2 separate regions of the Mus musculus genome follow, and region 2 is linked to region 1. A link is a contact called in public Hi-C data. All regions are on one chromosome and are shown on one strand. Each heading gives the region's core, a stretch centred on a gene start, on an enhancer-like site or on the middle of the called end of the contact. The rest is flanking DNA. Distances are from core to core; before and after follow the strand shown. Region 1 overlaps Niban1 (niban apoptosis regulator 1). Region 2 overlaps Niban1 (niban apoptosis regulator 1).

Region 1 (2,944 bases), core at 295-2,794:
AAATTTACTGGTAAGATTGCTAAGCGGCTGTTAACCAAAAGACACACTGGGAAAGTCGAATGATCGGGTTCAAATCTGATTCCCCAACAGATGAAAAAGGGCAAATGGAGAGCTACACATAATGTACTTAAACCTTGAGCTTATTTTTAATGCCCGGAAAGATTAAGGAATCGGTGCTAATACGTGGTTTGAAATTTCAGGATTTAAAGAAATAGATCATTCTTTCTAAGCTAACAGTTGCTATCAAATTTATTAGAGAAATAACAGAGACATGTAGCTTACAAACAGCATGGGGACCAGAGTGCCTGCTACTGGGAGGGGAGGAGCAGACTCTCTACTCTCGGGTCTTCTTTTAAAGGAATCTGGGAGAAGGAACAGAAGAAGAAATTGCCTAAAAGGAATAGAGAGTGGAAAGGGTGGATACATTGTCTCGCCCTGTCTGCTGGATTCTTTGACTAAACAATCAAAACCCCTGAGATCTCCGTTAAAGTGTGGCAACCTTTGGAGCCCTGCTTGTTTAGGAGGGTTAGGTAGACAAAGCACATAGTGACAGAGGGCAAAGCTCGTTGCAGGATACAGAGGTCTGCCTTTGGACACCATAGGAAAAGCACCAACGTCTTCCACTACGAACAGGCAAACTCCCGTGAAATTTGTAAGAGAGACTACTAGGAAGTTATGATTTACTAACTCTAGAGTTTGGATTTATGGATTGCTATGATTTGAATGTGTCCCCAAAGGCTCATAGGTTAAGAATTTGGTCCCCACTGTGGCAGTGTCAGAGGCAGTGGAACCTTTAGAAGGAGGAGTCTAACACGAGGTAATTAGGTGACTAGGGTTACCAGCCTCAGAAAGGATTAATGGGGCATTTAAGGGATTGCAATGAGTTCCAGTAGAGAGGGTTCTTATAAAAGAAGAACCCTGCCCGGCCTCCCAGGCTCTCTGGCTTCCTATTCGGCTAAATAGGTTGCTCGGTCTGCATGTGCTCCGGCTACTGTGGTGCCATCCAGCTTGAGGCCCTTACCAAAGGCCAAACAGATGTGGCTCCCTAAATTTGGACTTTCCAACACTGTGAGCTCCATAAATCTCTTTTCTTTATACACTGTGTGGCCTCGAGTATTTTGTTATAGCAACAGAAAACGGGCAAAGACAAGCCTGACGAAAAGGTGGGTGTAGACACTATAAATCCTTTTACAATGTTATGAATTCATTGAATACCACTGAATTGTACACATACAGATCATTAATATAAAAAATACTGAGCCGTGTTATGTTTTACCACAGTAATAAAACAAAAAGGCCTGCTTTTTACCAGAAACCATGTAGACTTAAATTTGAATTACAGATTGTGGCCATTTGGGCTATCTTCTTACTTATTAGGTACTGATTAGGGGCTAATGACGAGAGCAGCCGAGCCTGGGCAAAACAGGGTTTCAGAAGACTTGGCACAGGAACCAAGTCTGAGACAAGTGACAAGAGTGGGAACTAAGAAGAATTCAGCCCTGGCAGAACTCACTGACAAAATAACTTCCTAAATATGGATTGACTGGCTTCAGGAGATGTGTGTTCCTACTACTGGGGACATGGGAAACTGCTCGTGCCTTTGCTAAGAGCATTCACGAATGGAGCAACTTTTAGTGACCTTTAAGTTCCCTCCCAAAAGGGCAAGCAGGTGATGCTTACTCCTCTACCATGATCTCTTAGGACCATAGGCCATTTTCACAAATGTCCTGGGGAGATGGCTCAGTCAGCAAAGTGCTTGCTCTGCAAACAGAAGGAGCTGAAGTGGATTCCCCAGATCCCATGTAAAATAGACAAAAAACAACAACAAACCAACAAAGCATAGGGCACAATCCCATAACCCCAGCCTGGGGGGCGGGGGGTAGGTCCCTGGGGCTCATTGGTCATCAAGCACCTACCCCAGCTGCAGACCAGTGAGAAACCTTGCCAAACACAGAAAAATGGTGGACAGAATCTGAGGAACTCTGTTTAAGGTAGTCCTCTGGCCTCCCACAGTACATGACCAGGCCTGTAACTCTGGCACTCAGAGTTTGAGTCAGGGAAAACAGCCGGGAGTCCAAGATCAGCCTGGGCTACACAGTGAGCTCTGGGCCAGCTTGAACCAAGAGTGAGACTCTGTCTCTCAAAACTAAAATAAAACTGTTTACAATATTGAAAATGTTCTGAATGTCCAACAAGAGAACAATGGTTAACCAAATTATAGGGTATATGCACACTAGCTTTCTCCTTGGCCAGTAATGCTTAGGCATTCTGAGGCTGAAGAGATAGATGCTTCAGCAGTTAAAAGCTATCACTGCTCTTGAAGAGAGCCAGAGTTCAGGTCCCAACACTGGGTGAAGTCACTCACAACTGCCTGCAGCTCTGGCTCCTTGGGGATCTAACTTCTACAGCACTGTACACTCAAAGGCAGAAACCCACACTCAGACACACATGCATATGCATAACTTAAAATAACAGCCATGGCTATAGAAAGACCCCACCTTAATATATATGTGTGTGTGTGTGTGTGTGTGTGTGTGTGTGTGTGTATAACAAAGCCTGGCAGTGGGGGCGCAGCCCTTTTAATCTCAGCGCTCAGGAGGCAGAGGCAGGCAGATCGCTGAGCTGGAGGCCAGCCTGATCTACAGAGAGTTCCAGGACAACCAGGGCTACACAGAGAAACCTGGTATCAGACAAGCATTAGAAGAGGAGTCATCAGTAAGGAACTCATATGTCATATAGCTATGGTGTATATAGATATGAATATAAACTATGATCTAAAATTTTATTTTATACTGTGGGAATAAGGAAATGCATATGAAACAGAAGAAGAGAGGGAAGGAAAAGAAATTACTTAACAATATTATCAAATGGTGGCTGGTAATCACTCTTGGGTAATTCACTTTTTCCTTTTGTATTTTCCTTTCTGCTCCATGGGGTGATTTAT
Region 2 (2,794 bases), core at 138-2,637, 110 kb before region 1:
CATGGTACATACACAGACAAGCAGGTGTGCACAGATGTACACATAATAGAATAAATTTAAAAAAATAAAAATCCAATATGAAACTGTCATGGGTTCTCTTATAACAAGGTGGAGAATTCAACCATTGTCTCTAGATCCTGGTTGCAGATTAGAAACACCGGAATAGGGCTAGAGTATGCTGAGAATTTCAGATATCACACACACACACACACACACACACACACACACACACACACACACACTCACTCACCTGGAGTGGGGTAGCACATTAGTAGTTTTTAAATTTTCCCCATGTGTTTCTCATCTGTAGCCAAAGTTTGCAGCCCTGACTCAACCATCAGATAATTACTAGTTAATGCTACCTTATCTTCCCAGACTCTTATTTTCTAAGGCGAGATAAAGCCAGCTTGAAGAACAGTGTGTGTCCTCTGTCAACCTGACTCCCGCCTCACTTTCCTGAGCTGAAGAGCACCATGGACACACCCACCAGCATGCATTTATCCTTCTCGCCCTCTCTCTTCCCTCCTTTCTTGCCTCAGCCTCTTCCTCAGCCTCACCCTCCCTGGACTCTGCTCCCACCTCTTGCATGTAGTTCTGAGTCCTCTGGACCACCAGGTCAACGTGAGGGAACCTGAAGCGGCTCTGGAGGTCCAGCAGGCGCTCTGGAAGCAGGGTGACTTTAGTATAGCAAGGCTCCATCTTCACAGAATCCAGAGGAAGCTTCATTAGCTGCTGTAGGCCCTGCATTTTGGTAGAGAAGAAAAGCAAACTGCCTTAGACTTAGGGATCTTTTCTCCATATGACATACTAGTGTTGTGAAACAATCAAGTGTACGCTATGAGTATTAATTACTGCTTGGACCACTTTATCCGAGGCATCTTCAATGTCTTCTTTCTGTGGTTCTCTGGGGCAGCTCAAGCCGGGGCTCCCAGCTCCTTAAGTCCTCAGTAGCCTGTAAGTCCCTGCTTCCTGAGGTCAAGGACCAGCTAGACAGGCTGTGAGAACTGCTGCTCAGTCCGTGAGCCTGCAAAAGGTTCTCCAAGGGGTAGAAACTTGTTTCATATTCTAAGCTTAGTTGCAAATGGTTTCGCACACTGTAAGCTTAGACAGGAGAATGGGTAAAGACAGGAAAAAAATTGCTGATAATGAAAGCTCTCAAGAGAAGCTGTGCACAAGGCAGGTAGGTGTGAGTGACACAGGACATATCTGTATCTGACATGAATCTGTCTGACATGTATCTGGCATGAATTTTCCAAGGGCCCATCCCATTGTGCTTGAAAAGGGGAAAGTATTCACTTTAAGAAGTAAGCAATGGAGAGGTCTGCTGAAGAGGAACTAAAGACTAAACAGGGAGAAAGGAAACATTGTTGCAGTTGCTTTCATCCTACAATTGTACATAGTATCACTTCCTTTTTCAAAGGTTTCTTTTTAATACTGAGTATCTCTGTGTGTTAAGAGTACAGCATGTGAATGTAGTACACATGAGGGCCAGAAGAGGGCGTTGGATCCCCTGAGGGGGAGGGGGTTGTTACAGTTGGTCCTGAGGCCCCTGACCTGGAGCTGGGAATCAAATTTGTGTCCTCTGGAAGAGCAGCAGGTAGACTTAACTGCTGAGCCAGGAATGTATTACTTAGAAATAATTCATTGAATAGGCAAGAGAGGAAAGCTTGCTTCACCTTCATCAGATTGTTGAGGTTTAAATAAGTGACAGCCACCATCACAGAGGGTAACATGGGGAGAAGGCTCCCTGCCACAAACAAATCAGTATAATGCAAAATTTAAAATTCCTTTAAACTTTAACTGAAACATATGTTAACATAGAAATATATCTTTTAACCTAGGACTCTATCCCACTGAAATAAAAGCATCAAGATGTAAGGACTGTGCGTGTATACACATACACATGTATCAATAATACAGTAAAATGTAGGTACGAGGTTATTTATTATGACTCTGCTCATGCTGTCAGCAATGTTAGGATGGCTGAATAAATCACAGCATTTCTAAACATGAAATATTATGCTGTCATTACACAAAGTGATTTAGAACTAGGACAGTTACCTTGGAGACAGTTTCATGAAATCATTGTGAGGAAGAAATCTGATAAACATCATGGTATATAAAATAACTATATTTTTCTAAAAGCAAGCAATGGAAGACAACAGCTGTGAAATGTGTGTGTTTTATATATCTCCTAAGAGAGGGAAAGCGCAGCATAGCACAAGCCAAATTGGTGATAATGGTTATTTGCGGAGAAGAGAGTGTTGCCAGAAAACAAAGAGGAAGAAAGGCAAGGTAAAAGACACATGTGTATACATACATACATACATACATACACACATACACAAGTGTCTGCATATGCATACACATAAATATACATGCCCTAAACCCCACACATACATACACATACATGCCCCAACCCCACACATACACAAACCACACATGCACACACCCCCATATAAACATGTGCACACACACATGAACACAGAGATGTAATAAGAAGCATCAAAACATTTATTAAATGATCTTGGTTTTGTACAATCATACATGTGAATATGCACATTAAGAAATGAGAGCCCAGCACCGGAGGGAAACTATGGCTTACCGCAATCTATCACATGTTTTATAATGAGCCCAAAGAGCTCATAACACACAGAAATGAAAAATGTTTAAGGGAATAGAATCGGTAATTCCTGGTGCGATCATTCTGCACCATCTGCATGTATAAACTGCTGAAACAGGCGTGTAGAAGCTGCTTTTGCTGAAATGGCATTGACCCCTCAGGTAGGTCCAC

Evidence for each region. A called contact is a pair of places that touch in the nucleus more often than the background predicts.
Region 2: a Hi-C map of bone marrow-derived macrophages shows a contact between it and region 1, with 50 read pairs. The contact joins two enhancer-like sites. A contact is called at or near these places in 17 of 484 Hi-C or Micro-C datasets (the AML12 cell line, CD4 T cells, the HL-1 cell line and 9 more) and 3 of 115 datasets of contacts at active chromatin or transcription factors (the HPC-7 cell line, embryonic stem cells and microglia).

What each region holds. Positions count from the first base shown.
Region 1 is chr1:151,593,696-151,596,639 of GRCm38.p6, reverse strand. The region is part of intron 1 of Niban1 (niban apoptosis regulator 1); the gene reads right to left. Among named protein-coding and RNA genes, the nearest start is that of Niban1, 24 kb to the right of the region's middle. Within about 2 kb of position 1,544, at least 26 of the 459 cell types and tissues checked have an H3K27ac peak or open chromatin away from gene starts, as enhancers often do. A contact at or near this core is called in bone marrow-derived macrophages and microglia, where this site is marked.
Region 2 is chr1:151,701,649-151,704,442 of GRCm38.p6, reverse strand. Niban1 (niban apoptosis regulator 1) reads right to left here. Exons shown (of 14, transcript NM_022018.3): 10 at 580-741. Among named protein-coding and RNA genes, the nearest start is that of Gm41969, 34 kb to the left of the region's middle. Within about 2 kb of position 1,387, at least 16 of the 459 cell types and tissues checked have an H3K27ac peak or open chromatin away from gene starts, as enhancers often do. A contact at or near this core is called in bone marrow-derived macrophages and microglia, where this site is marked.